Regions from separate parts of the Mus musculus genome. Here region 1 is linked to region 2. Evidence: chromatin contacts called from public Hi-C data. All regions are on one chromosome and are shown on one strand. The core of a region is the stretch at or near the end of the contact, and the rest is flanking DNA. Distances in the headings are between cores, read along the strand shown.

Evidence for each region. A called contact is a pair of places that touch in the nucleus more often than the background predicts.
Region 1: a contact with region 2 is called in a Hi-C map of liver, with 2.8 times the contacts expected there. The contact joins two enhancer-like sites. A contact is called at or near these places in 6 of 484 Hi-C or Micro-C datasets (LSK cells, MC3T3-E1-derived osteoblasts, Th2 cells and 3 more).

What each region holds. Positions count from the first base shown.
Region 1 is chr8:11,139,346-11,146,704 of GRCm38.p6, forward strand. No RefSeq gene overlaps it. Among named protein-coding and RNA genes, the nearest start is that of Gm15418, 45 kb to the right of the region's middle. Within about 2 kb of position 1,491, at least 2 of the 459 cell types and tissues checked have an H3K27ac peak or open chromatin away from gene starts, as enhancers often do. A contact at or near this core is called in liver, where this site is marked.
Region 2 is chr8:11,051,959-11,059,103 of GRCm38.p6, forward strand. It overlaps 9530052E02Rik (RIKEN cDNA 9530052E02 gene), which reads left to right. Exons shown (of 5, transcript NR_046017.1): 4 at 1,495-1,607; 5 at 2,166-2,583. Among named protein-coding and RNA genes, the nearest start is that of Irs2, 47 kb to the left of the region's middle. Within about 2 kb of position 3,708, at least 22 of the 459 cell types and tissues checked have an H3K27ac peak or open chromatin away from gene starts, as enhancers often do. A contact at or near this core is called in liver, where this site is marked.

The DNA.
Region 1 (7,359 bases), core at 241-2,740, 85 kb after region 2:
GACAAGAGGGCTCCCCGGAGACCCGAGCAAGATTAGATGTGACTAAAGCTCATGGACATTAAAGTAATAAATCTCTTTTGGAGTGGCACCCAAGCCAGTCACATGGAGGAGGTCCCAGGGTAGGCAGTGGAGGGGGTAGAAGAGAAAGCTGGGTCAACAAAAGGCACCAATTTCTTCCTGGTGCAGCAACAATAGAGGGCAAACATCACACTTTGCTTTACTGCTCAGTCATCACTGGGCAGAAACTCTGTTGCAAACCTATGTCCCTTGGTGACACTGTTTGCAAACTAAAGACAGCAGGAAGACAGACAACACAAAGGTGGGCATAAGGGATGAAACTCCCAGAATGGAAGCTTAAAAATCCCAACAGCAACCTTCCCTGGGGCTGAGAATGAAGTGGGAATGGGGAGGAATGTTAACTGACTCACTCACCATTTTTATTTTCCTTCCAGGTGTTATCACTGAGGAAGGAAAGCAACTTTCTTCTAATGAAACTACCCACTCCAGATCTGTTCTCTCCCTAAAAGCACAAGTTAGATAAATTAAGGTAGAGAAAAAAGAAATCAGCAATATTATGTCCAATGCCAACCTCAATGGCACCAGGAAATAGCCTCAGCTCTCCCAGGAACTCCTGAAGTATCTCCACAGATCCAAGCAACAGGGAGCACAGAAGATGGCTAGGGCCAGCCTGGCCTGTGTCAGGGCCTGCTTGACAGTCCTGCGCGACCAGAGGAAGCTGTCTCTCAAGATTACAAATGTCAAATGATCCCAGAAGTAGATTTGTTCAGCATATTGTGGGAAGGACAGCTTTTGCTCAGAATACCCCACTTGTATCCACACACCACTCATGGTGACAGGCACACCATGACACTTAGCAAACACACATGTTAGACATGGCATCTCCCCCTACCTCAGGCTTCCAATAGCCAGACTATCATCTGCAGGGTCGTGACCCTCATTTGTGTCTTGCTAAGGTCAGGGGAAAGTGCTTGTTTACAAATTTTAAAATGAATAAAAAAGCAACTAGGACCTGCTAATATTCAAGATTAAAGTTGTTAAGATTTGTCTAAAGACAGTGAGAAACTCCCACCCTGTGACTTTAAGTCACATCATTTGACATTGGCTCTTGGGGGAATATTAATACAACATGCCAGAAGTTTGATATATCATGTCCTTTGACTACTATTAAGAGATTAGATTTATTTATATATATTTATTTATATACAAATACATATTCATTTGCCTGTGAGCTGGTTGTGTATTAGACCATAGTAAATTAATCTTGGTGCGTTGATACATGAATCCCATTCCTCCCTGATTTCTAGGAAATGGATGTAAATCAAATATTGCACAAACATGGCATCATCCCACTTCAAACTCTTCTCTGAGATTTATTTTTCCAGAGTCAAGTGCAAATATTTACTCCATTTGACAAAGTTCAAAGGACTCTGATTAGAAAGGCCCCTGGTAAACAACTTCATTTACCCTGCTGCTCTCTACTGTAGAATTCCACTCAGGGGCACTTGTGTTGGTCAGTCAAGATTTCCATATAAGCTTCCCTCTTAAATCCATTTTACAAAGCTTTGGAAACAGGGAAGCAGTATTCTCTGGTCTGTGTTGCCTTCCCAGAATGCACTGAGTCCAGCATTTTGGCAATGGCAAGCCCTCTCCTTAAGAAGGAAACTTGGGTGATTATTTCAGAGGTTTTACTCCTCCCACAACGGAGGGGGAGCTGAGGAGAAACAGAACTAAGTGCCCAAAGTCTACTCATGCACTAGGATGGACACGAACCCAGTAGGGATGCAGAAGGCCGTAGAGTGGCTAGTCTTGGGCAAAATGTAATGAGCAATAGATGAAAGATGTTGATCTAAGCAGTATGAAGTCAGGCAGAGTAAACTGAATACCATGAATATCCAAGATGGCGCCACCCACTGACCACATGAAAGATTCCAGGCCTCACAAAGAGTCAAAGCGTAGCAGGAATACCCACACTAGGATCGAAGCCCACTGGGCTTCTTGTGCTGACTTTCAGCTTCCTGGACTCCTGAAGCCATGTGGTCCAAGGACAGGACTATTCAGGTATCTGAACAAACTTGTTTCTGTTCTGCTCAAGTGAACTGAGTAGTCTAAGAGGAGAATTGCTTCCAAGGAAACCAAGCTCAGGCCAAGTGCAGGGTTACAATGTCCATTCTGAGCACTGTGAACATCAAATCAACAAACGGTGAATGCCATACTATTCATCCCCGCGTACACACGTATCCTTCTAGTGGGGACCAGATCTCCCAATCCAAGTCTGCTGTCCATTAAAGAGAATAATAGTGGACATAAAAAGAATCGGTCAGATAGGTTCTGAGGCCACCAGGGAGTCCAAGGAAAACCTTTACAGAAAGATTGTTCACTTTGTGTGGGGGAGGGGGAGGTGAGATTGGTAGGAAAAGCTAGGGATCACTTAGAACCATTGAATTAAATGAGAAAGGCTGCGTCTAGAGCCAGGCTAGCAATCTAAATTTCTCTTTCTAACCTACCTTTAAGTGCTCGGGAGACTAAGAGAATTGCTTCCAAGGGAACCTCAGGCCCAGGAAACCTGGAATCTTTCACGTGATCACTGGGTGAAAACATCTTGAATACTCATGGCATTCAGCTTATCCGGTTCATACTCAATTTCATATCCTAACTTCATACTGCTCATACTGACTCCCTCTTCTAGCCCTCTCTCTGCCCCTTCCTCTTGCTTCCTCTACCCTCTTTACTTCCTCTCCTCTCCTTCCTTCTTTCTCTCTGTATCTGAACCATGCTTGCATTCTCTCTCTCTCTCTCTCTCTCTCTCTCTCTCTCTCTCTCTGTGTGTGTGTGTGTGTGTGTGTATGTGTGTGTGTGTGTGTCACACACACTGAATGGCCCAAGCTCTATCCATCCACGGTACCTCATGATAAGCTTACCCAACGTTCTGTGACCTTGGTCATAGCCAACAAAAGAAGACCTAAGCTCCCACTCAGGCTAAGCTCCAGAATGCGAGCTCCTACCACAACGCCTCCTCTGCTTGACCTCAACTGGAAAGCAGGTGGTCTCTGCAGAATAAAAACTATCTCAGTCTTTCATACTCAGTTTCTGGAATCCTGGAAACAACACTGTCCAGGACATTTATGGACCACTAGCCCAACCTCAGCTTTTAGTTTTGTTTGCCTTTAAAGAATAGGCTACAGGTGAGCCATGGGAATCCACAGTGCTCTGACTGACTTGCCCAACACAGTATTACAAAGTTCTCTAGTATGGAGGTAGACCCAGATAGGTGGAGACATCTCTATTTTGCATCCTTAAAATTAGACCTATCCCCAGTATCATCTCCAGCATTTATGGCCTGGTCATCAAGTACCAAGTGATACTGGCACATAATATAGATAATTTCACTCTAATTTTTTTAACTAAGCCTCCAAAATCTATTACTAAAGCATGAAAATTCAAAATCAGTGAACTAAACAATTTTACCACCCAATCTTCATATGCAAGGAGCCTGAGGACTGGAGGGAGTAAGGTCTCCTAGCCACAACATTCTAGAGAAGAGGATTAGGGACATAAGCTTGACCACACCGACAGTTGCCTCATTTCTCATTCTGTGCCAGGAGGCTCTTCTCACCCCCCTGAAGGAGGCTGTTCCAAGCTCGCACAGTGGAGTCTTCTGGATACCCCCAAGTCCAAAGGAAGCAGTGGTGTGGTGGCATCTAGTCTGACTTCCATCCATGTGTCTTGGTGTTTGCATTTGAACTGTATGAAAAGCATAACATCTACCCTCCCCTCCACAGTGAGATGATCGCAGTCAAGCAAGATAGAACAGCCATCGCTAGTCCCCCATTGCTGTCTGTGGCGAGAACAGCCATAGTCTAATCACTGGGTGAGTAATATTTCAGCATGTGAAGTGGAAGTGTTACCACCCATGGTGCCTGTTGTCCACAGGCTACGTAGGCTGACCTACCCCACACCATTGCCCAGTCCGCACTCCTCACCTGACACTCTCCCTGCATCCCTTTCCTCCTCCTTTTTCCCCTGTAACCAACCTCCCACTTATTGTTTGTACATTTTATACTTCTAGTCAAGGTTCCACATAGAAGTGAGACCAGCTGTTGATCATCTTTCCGGATTCAGCCCCCTGACAAATGTCAGTGCCCTGCCAAGCATTCTGTGCTCTTCATGCTGCTCATGTCTGTGCTCTTCATGCTGTTCATGTCTGTGCTCTTCATGCTCGCCCATCTTTCACTCTTGACTGTTGTGAATAAAGCTCAGGCAAACATGGAGTGCAGGGGTTTTCACTCTGTGAACTGCCAACTTCCTTCGGTTTGCTAGCTACCCAAGTAGTGGGATTTCCAAGTCAGATGTTGCCTCCGCTGGCCTTGAACTTTCTGCGTAGCTCAGGCTGGCCTTTGTTTTAGTCTGTTTTGATTTGGGTTTGGATTTTAGGGGGTGTTTTTTGTTTGGTTGGTCGGTTTTGGTTTGGTTTTGGGGAGGCTTTGTTTTGTTTTGTTTTGTTTTGTTTTGTTTTAATGCAGGGTCTCAAACTCCTCACGAATGGAAGCCTGGTGGACTCCTGATCTTCCTGCCTCCACTCCCTTCCCATCCTGGCAATTTTGTGAAATTCATCTTCATGTAACAGTGTGTGCTTCCCCTGACGCTTCACCAGGAGAAACCTTCCACACCCCTTGTGACAAAAACATTGGCTTTGGGAACTTCATACTAAATAAAGTGGCCTTACTTCTATACATCTCTCCTCCTTGCTGATCTATTCATACAAACATACAGCCTATTATTATTCATAAGTCAGTTCTAAATTTCTTTTTTTAAATGTGTGTGTCCCTAGAATTATTCTTATCAATATCTTATCATCTCTACGAATAATACAAAAATGAGACCAAGGGCCTTCCTACAGATGTGAGGGATCTTCTTGACTCCATGTTTTATAGCAGAAACATTTACACACTCCTTGAGAGAGCTCACAGGCTAAGTGAGAGTCCTCAGAACATGGACACATGGGGGAGGCTTTCAAATCTCAGTACTGGCCTGGGAAACCATGTTAAAATCTCAGCTGAGGGACTGAGGAGGTGGCATAGAGGTTAAAGGATGTCACTCTGTGCAAGCTTGAAGACCCGAGCTGCAAGCCAGAGCCCTAGTAAGAAAGGCCAGCACACACTGTAATCCCAGCACTGGGGAGGTGGAGTCAGGACGATCCCTGGGGTCTTCTGGACAGCCAGCCTAGATATTTGAGTTCCTGGCCAGTGAGAGACTCTATCTCATAAGTCAAAGTGGGTAGCAACTGAAGAATAGTACTCAAGGTTGACCTCTCGCCTCCACACACACATGGATACACATGAAGAGATACACGCACACATACACACAGGTAGGCCCCCATACACAGATGGATATACACGTGCATCTCAGCTACATAGATTCTGCCCAATATCTAGCTCAAATGTACAGAAGTTTCAGTAATTCTGAATAGCCAGAAATGCTTGTTCTCCTGGGTGGAATTTGACCCAAAAGACTTTGACTATCCCAAACCCAACTACTCATTTCCCAAGGAGCAGTCCTGGCTATCATAAACATTTGCTTATGTCATGGTCGTTTTCAAGACAGATCACGAACAAATGCTCCATCTCAAACTGACTTTCACGGTCAGCTTCATAACTGACAAGCCCACCAGCTCCTGCCGCTGCTCCAGAAGAAAACGAGGGACGCTCCTAGGACCGTTAGCAGGTAAACTGCTACACCTGAGGTTTCCAGGATGCTTTCTGCAAGCTCCAGTTGTCCAAAGCAGCTCAATTCAAACAATTATTAGAATGCTTTATAGCGGAGGTCATATAAGAGATGCAAAGATAAAGATAGGGGACTTTCGGGATAGCATTTGAAATGTAAATGAAGAAAACATCTAATAAAAATATTGGGAAAAAAAAAGGAAAAAAAGATAATCCACAGTCTGGATACACCAGCTCAGAGGCAGTCTTATGAACAGAACTGTGATTGACAGCAGCACCAGCTTCTACAAAACCTTCTGGAAACAAGCCCTGTTGGGATGAGAGTGTTCTCAGACTGTCCACAGCTGTCTGCCGATGTGTGCAACATCAATAACTGTTCCCCTCTCCAGCTGCCCTTTGGCATCCTGCTAGAGCCTCTAGTAAGCCTGGCCAGCCTCCTTTGGCTTTGGCCTGCATCACTCTGAACAAATTCATCTGTACGTGCACCAGGGTGAGCGTCCCTGCCCAGGGACCATTGTTGAAGCTGTCTTACCACAATGTGCTGTAAAACAATTACCAGGAACCCCTTAGAGTGAAAGCTGATGGCACATGGCACAGCATCTGCTTTCTATAGCTAATAAACAGTTACTGGGGGTCGTTTTGTGATATCCGGAGTTAGCCAGGATGGGTAAGACATGCCTCTAACCTCAAAGAGCTTGCAGCCTATTCAAGGAGTAGACAGGAACATGAGAACTCCTGTAGCTACAATGTCTCTACCAGGTCTGAAACAGTTCAGTTGTTAAAACTAGGGTTTGGGGTCTGAAGAGATAGCTCAAGGGTTAAGAGCACTGGCTGCTCTTCCAGAAGTCTTGAGTTCAATTCCCAACAACCACTTGATGGTTCATAACCATCTGTAATGGGATCTGATGCCCTCTTCTAGTGTGTCTGAGGACAGTTCCAATGTATTCAAATATATAAAAATAGATAAATCTTAAAAAAAAAAAAGCTAAGGTGCTTCCCAAGTACCCCTGACATTTTCCTGTCCTTTGCTCCTGAAACTCTGAGACTGTCTGACCTCAGTGTCCTGGACACATATGCAAAGATATTATTTCCAAAGCAGTCCACTTTCTGAGGCTCCAGGAGGCTGCAGGACTGCATGGAGACATGGAAGACTCACCTTGGCTGTCTAACTTCCAACTTCAGTAGAACTTAAGCCTCCTCCCTTTCTTTCAGCCTCTGAACTTTCTTGGAGACGGTGATAGCAAACACCCCACGATCTGACAGGATTCTACCAGCTCTGGCTATAATAGAGGAACTGCTGGAATGATGGTAGTAAGTTTGCTATGCTTATCCCCAGCACTGTAATTTTTCATGTATTTTAAAGCCTACTCAGAACTGATTCACATGTCTCTTCCTCTTCTCCATTTGGATAATTTCTACTGCTCCACTTTCAATAGCATTGATCTTTCCTCCAGGTGTATCTAAACTGCCAGGAAGTCAACCTGAACAATTTTTTTTTCACATATAGCATATCTAGCTTTAAACTTTATTCTCTCTCTGTCTCTCTCTCTGTCTCTGTCTCTGTCTCTCTCTCTCTCTTCCTCTATCCCTCTCCCTCTCTGTCTCTCTCTGTCTCTCT
Region 2 (7,145 bases), core at 2,458-4,957:
CATATACACATACATATGTACATAGAAACATGCATATATACATATACATACACATACATGCATATACACACATACGTACATGCATATACACATATACCTACATACATACATCATACATACATAGATTCTACATAGAGAGAGTCTTTGTTCATGGATTGGGGACTGATTTACTAGTTGTGATTTCATCTATGGATTCAACTCAGTATCAGCAAAAATGCTGCCAGGTACTTTAGGATTAGGGAAATTGCAAAGACTATAGATGAACTGAACTGAATAGGAGCAAAAGCTCTGATCAGTGGTGAGTTCTAGTATTTTATACACCTCACCCTGGAGTAGAGACATATGATGATTTGGGTGAATATCTCAAACACAAGAAATGTCCATGTTTGCAAGTGCGTTTACTTCAACCTTGCCCCAAACAAAGAGCATGGCCCACCCAGGCTGAAACCCTAACTATGTGTGAAAATTTTTTATGACCTTGAGGTATGCAAAGATTTCCTAAACAGTTGTGAAAAACAGGCTCCCTGGGGGTTGAAGCAGGAAGGTAAATTATCCTTCATTATAGATAAGAACTTCATTCTTCAAAGTCATCACTAAAGTAAAAATGCAGATGGGTGGTGGTGACACACGCCTTTGATCCCAACATTTGGGAAGCATAGGCTGGTGGAGTCCTGGGTTCGAGGCCAGCCTGGTCTATAGAGTAAGTTCCAGGACTGCCAGGGCTACACAAAGAAAATATGCCTTGAAAAACCTAAATAAATAAATATAAACAAACAAACAAATAGAAATAGTTGAAAGTGAAATGGGAAACCAGCTGAATATGTGCTTTCCGAATGAAAAAACCTGAATGGCCCTTAAATACATTAAAAATGTTTAATATCCTTATATATATCAAGGGAATTCAAATCAAAGTTGATAGCATGATATTATCTCATCCCGATCAGAATGGCTACCACAGAGAAAACAGACAGCAATGCTGATGACGCTGGGGTGGGGATAGAAACCTAGACTTTGCCGGTGGGCTTGCAAACTGGAGGAGCCTCTGTGGTGGCCCCTGACGAAGCTAAATGCAGAGCCACCACAGACCCTGTGCCACCACTCCTGTAAGAGCCAGCCCACCACAGAGACGACCACATGCCGTGCTCTCTGTGCACCATCTACAGCAGTCAGCACATAAAACTGACCGGGTACCCAGCTGATGCATAGAAGACGAAGTTGTGGTTGGTGCACACAAGGGCCCGTTACTTAGCCATAAGAAAAACACAGACGCGTCATTTCTGTGAAAGTGAGCATCGTTTATTAAGTAAAATCAGGCAGATTCAGAAAGGCAAAGTTTCCATGTTTTCTGTCATAGGTGGAAAACAACCCAGGAGGATTGGATGGGGACTTGAGGGCCAGTGAGTGAGGGGAGGGATATGTACACGTGGTAGGGAGGAAATTGGATCAAAGTACCTTATTTACAGTATGGAAATGTCACAATAAAATATTTCGTAGGGCCTGGAGAGATGGCTCAGCAGTTAAGAGCACTGACTGCTCTTCCAGAAGACCTGAGTTCCCAGCAACGTGGCTCACAACTATCTGAAACCAAATCAGATGCCTTCTTAATGGTACGTCTGAAGCCAGCTCATATACGATAGATAGATAGATAGATAGATAGATAGATAGATAGATAGATAGATAGATAGATAGATTAGATAGATAGATACATAGATACATAGATAGATAGATTAGATAGATACATAGATAGATACATAGATGGAAATATTTTGTAGAATTAAGTACATGAAGTGGATAAGGACTTCGCAGTGCACCTGGGTGCAGCACAGGTCTCCAGTGAGACACTTGGCAGGATGGGGAACTTCTACATTCTGCACCCAAAGAAGGTCAGACAAAGAAAGCAATGACTTACTTTAAAAGCCAAGGACTGAAAGAGCACGTCACTGAAGGGTCTACAGAACAGTCAGAGTCACAGGAGAAGGGCAGCCGGGAAGGGGAAAGGGGCTGCAGTTGTAACCAGCAGGGAGGGAAGAGGAACTGGCTGGCCCCCAGGAGAGGAAAGAAGGAGAAAGGGGAAGGAAAGAGAGAAATGGCAGACTGAATGCTGGTGACCTGTCCTATGTAGTGCCAGCCAACACTCAACTTCCATCTCCATCCCTGGCTTCAAGGTTACCTGAACTGCACATGGATGTGTGCCAAAGACGGAAGACAAACCTCTTCAGTGCCACTGTCTATGACAGCCCTACATCCTTTAGTGGCGAGTTAAGGGGACATGTTATAATGCATTCCTGCAACAAAGTTCCACCTGTGCGTGAACACATGGATAGCCAGTGACCATGTGGTGGCTGTCATTTGTCTTTATAAAGTAGTCTTATGTGACTGGAGCTCATGGAGTGGTGGCATATGCAGTGTCCGGGACACAGGAGGAACGCTTTCCTCAGAACGCCAGTTACACATGTTTTCTTAACTTGAGTGGAGGTGGGAGGCAGGTGTGTTCTCTTGGGAACTCTTCCACCTGTGCACTTCGGTGCACTTCTTGAGTGTTGATTTTACATATTTTTAATAAAGAAATTTGAAAGTGCCTGTACACATAAAGTAGATAAGAAAAAGGTTGCGGTTACCCAGTGGCTGCTGGACCTGCTCTCCATCATCTGTCCGTCTTTCTGGCTTCCTCACGTCGGTGAGTGTGTATTAGTGTGAGGCCTCTCTGACGTAGAGTGCACAGATGGCTCCAACAACAGGAACGTGTTCTGCCAGACCAGAGTGTGGAAGACGGAGTGGCTGTGACAATGTAGTTCTCTGAGGCCGGAGGGAGCCTGTACTGGATCCTCTCTCAGGCTCTGGTGAAGTCCCCCTGGGTTCCTTGGTTTCTGGTGCCTCTTCCTGAGCCCCGTCTCATCCCCACAGAATGTCCCCTCTGTCTGTATCTGTGTCCATAGTTTTCTTTCTAGGAGAATCAGGCACACTACCTGAGAACCCTGAAATCTTCCTTTAATGGCTTCCACAAAGCCCCCATCTCCAAATAAGGCCAGATTGTGAGCGTCTGGGGTTATGACTTCAACATATGATTCTGACATACATAATTCATCACACAGCACTGTTAACACACACACACACACACACGTGCACGGCTGTCAAGTGTTTGTGGTTCCTTTAATAAAATCCTGCCTTTTGATTAAAGTTTGCTCTTGGAAAACACAATTTTCCCTCCAGTACCTGGGGGCAAATTGTATAGTTGAGTTCAAAGTACACACAGGGTGCACACTTAGCACATAACTTGGGACAATAAAACATGTGTTAGTAATAATTAGCTCTAGATGAATGACTAAAAAAGTCATTGAGAGAGGTCCAGCATCATTTTTAAGTGGTAATTATCGGACGTTCCATGGGAGCCGCTGGATTAGATTGTAGCAGTGATGTTCCTGGCAAGCTGACTGGACTCGGCTCCTGCTTCGGACTATCCCCCTGAACGTTTGCTTTGTTTTAAGTTGAGGCACCAGTGTTGGAACTGGTGCTGAGTGGATGTGACATTTGGCTGGCCTTCGTACACAGGGTGGTGGGTTTGAAGAACTGGAATCTTGTCTGAAGTTGGCCTCTTCGTGCCTTCACTTGCTCTGCGTCACTTGCAGCCAGGGGACCCCTCTGTTCGAGCAGTGTAAACCTGACCCAGCTCCTGGCCACACCACTGTGAGTCAGGAAGGTGTTCCCACAGGATCAATCAACAGCACGGCCGGTTTGGCCAGAGCTTTACAGAGAGCAAAGTACATTGACGCTTAGGTTCTATCCTCGGCATTCTTTGGATTAGCGGAGGGGGGGGTAGGGGAAGGTCCGTGGCACCCCTCCTCCCAGGGTACAGCTTTGATGTACTGGAGAGAGCCCAAGACCACACCTGACACGTAGCAAGCCTCCAGTAGTCCCAGTCGGGTGTTACATGCGTTTTTATTGTTATTATCGCCACAGGATCACATGGCTCATAAAATTCTGAGAAAGAACTTGACCTGGGGTCAGCAGACATCAGTCATTTCCCAGTGCCTTGAAACGTGACAGACAACAGGGCCTGTACTCAAGACCTCCTGTCCTGAAGAGCCTTGGGAATACGTGGAAGGCGGGTGCAAGGGATAGATGGCAGGTGCTGCTGTCTCGCCTAAAGCTAGCTGCTGGTGTTTCTGGGGGAGACCCAACCTGACCAAAAAAGAAGTGGGCACACAATGAGGGTCCCACAAATACAGTAGTTCTCTTATCAATGGAGTTCATGGCAGGAGGCAAAAAGGAGACCTGGCCCCATGGTCTGCCTCAGTCCGAGCTGTAGAATGCCCTCCACCTCTCTCTCCTCCCACCACCATTTAAGTCTCAGAGAGAAACTTCAGTGGCACCCAGCCAACTAGGTGAGTCAAATACACGGAGGAGCTGCCCATGAACTCCAGAGGCGTTCCGTCATCTCAACAGGCGAGCACACACAGGACTGGGCCCAAGAGGGAGGCCCACCCTAGATCACAGGAAACAAAACATAGCTCATCATCGGCAGAGGTCTGGATGCCGACAAAGGTAGAGACGGCCCCATGGCTCTGCTAGGTCTCAAAAACAAGTCCTCTGTAGGTACCACCAGGCCACCTCCAGACAGCCCCTGCCCCATGCCCTGTCCTCTACGAGCTGAGAAGGCCCCATTACTGCTGGCAGAGCAAGACCATGTGTATCTATCTGCTCATGATGAATTATTTGAAAACTTGGAAGACCCCCACCTCGCAGAAGCCAAACTCCAATGCAACTGAGAATCTGAAGGGAGGCCTACTGCAGTATAAGAGAGTCAGGTAGAGCCAAGGGCAAAGGTGACCAGTCTCTGGGCATCCGTGATATGGGGCCCTCACTTCCACCCCTCAGAACACCCTGCACTTTCCCTCAGTGGCAGTGAGGGAAGGGCCCTATCTTAGGTGTGACCATGGTGACTGGCTGTTGAGTATGACTGTGTAGAGAGCAAGGAAGCAGGCACACGCTTGTCTCTCCTCCCTGCTCTTGGCCTGGCCCTGGCCCTAGGCTCCATGATCCCCACAGCCGTGTTAAAGCCACCTGGCCTAAGTGCCACAAGACCTGTGTCTGTCTGTTTTGTACGTAGCAGAGGGTTGGCCACAGGGAAGGAACATCAGGGCTCACCCTTCTCTGTCTGGGACCTGGAGCAGGGACAGAAGGTCTGCTGGTGGATTTCAGCTGGGCCTCTGCACAGCTGGGCACCTGTGTGGAGACTGTACTTCTGTCTCAAACTCTATTCTCTTGTTCATTATCTGATAAACCTTTGTTCCCGCCTGCCCCCCTCCATTCCTCCCTCCTTCCCTCTCTCCCTCTTCTCTCTCCCTCCCCTCCCTCTTCTGTCTCCCTCTCCTCCCTTTCCTTCTTTCCCCGCCCCCTTTGTCTCCCTCCCTTCCCCCTCTTCCCTCCTCCTTTCTCCCTCTTTCCCCCTCTCCCTCCCTTCCCTCCTTCTCCTCCCTCCCTCCATCCATTCTTCCCTTCTTCCCTCCCTCCCTCCATCTCCCTTCCTCCCTTCTCTTCCTTTTCTTATTGCTTTCTTTCCCTTGTTTATAGTAGTGGGAACTGAATCCAAGATCCTTGCAAAGTTCGTGCTCTACCATGGAGCCCCCCTTTAACTTCTTATTTTGAGACAGGGTCTTACTGTGATATTCCTTACACATTCACACCCTCAGCTTGTTCTGTAGCCCAGGCGGGCCTTGAATTTTCAATTCTGCCACCTTCGCCTCATGAGTAGTTGAGTGACCAGACTGGCTTTGTTTGACAAATGTATACTGAATAGTCCGGGAGTCTCTGACTTTAGCTCAGCACTGCATGTTCACAACCGTGAGGGGTCACCACGGAGTATACCTACCCTCTTCTACCCTCTCCACTCTGACATGCCAATTGGTCTGCCCTGTGGACAAGCAGAGTCCTGTTATGCACTGGTAACAAGACTTCATTCTGCACAGAAGGACACAGAGAGAGGAGAGAGTATCAAGCTACACAGGGAGACATGTGAAGGATCATGCTTACACAGGGAGATATGTGAGAGATCATGCTTACACAGACATATGAGAGATCATGCTTACACAGGAAGACATGTGAAGGATCATGCTAACCCTGATAAGAGAGGAGCTAGGGATGAAGAGAGGGCTCAGCAATGAAGAGCACTTGCTGTTCTTCCAGAGAACACAGCTTGGGTTCCCTGCACCCCTGATGGCTCACAACTATCTGTAACTCCAGTTCCAGGAGATCTGATACCCTCTTCTGGCTTCCATGGGCACCAAACATGCATGTGGTATACATACATACATACACACATACATACATGCAGGCAAATGCTCACATACACAAAATAAGATTTTTCTTGCAGAAGTGAGTGCAACTCTGAGTGTCAGGAAAAACTGTGAAGCAGCAGAGTCTATAAGCTACAAACCAACCAGTGAGGGGCTCTGGAGAGCACTGCAGCCACCCTGCCCACCCACCCAGGCTTTATCCCCTGTCAAAGGCTTGTGCACCTTAGCAGAAAATGATATCCCAACTCTGGTCTCAAGGGTCACAGGATTGCAGCAAGCTACCAAGTGGTCTAGGAACAAGGCAAAGCAACACCCCCACCCCCACTTCTCATTGCACCTGAGGTACCTCAAGGGCTATTACTAAGCAGTGGGTTGGGAAGTTACCAAGCACTCAAGAAATGGTGGTACAGGGCATCCTGCTCAGCGGCTGAGGAAATACAGCGGCTGAGTGGTATAGTGTCATTGAGGCAAGCACTGTTTAAACACTGCAGCTTGGATCTCCGTTCCTCCCCATAAAAATAGTCAGGTCCCACCTGGTATCTCATATGACCTCTTCTTGAGCTTCTAGGAAGAATCAGATGGACGTTTTCCTTTGAAGGCTCTTCGTGTAGCGACAAGGCGAAGTCAGTCAATGTAGTTTTGATAGTAATAACCATGACACACAGAGACGATGATTCTTGATCATACACCCATACTAAACTGTTAGTCTTGCTAACTTATACCCCAAGCTGGCCACACAGGGATGTCATACAGATTTGCATATCTTCTGCACATCTTTATTCCAAGTCAGTTGATATTGGTTAGTTTCTGAGTTACATGGCAAATCACAGTTCTGTGTAGGTGGTCATCTCC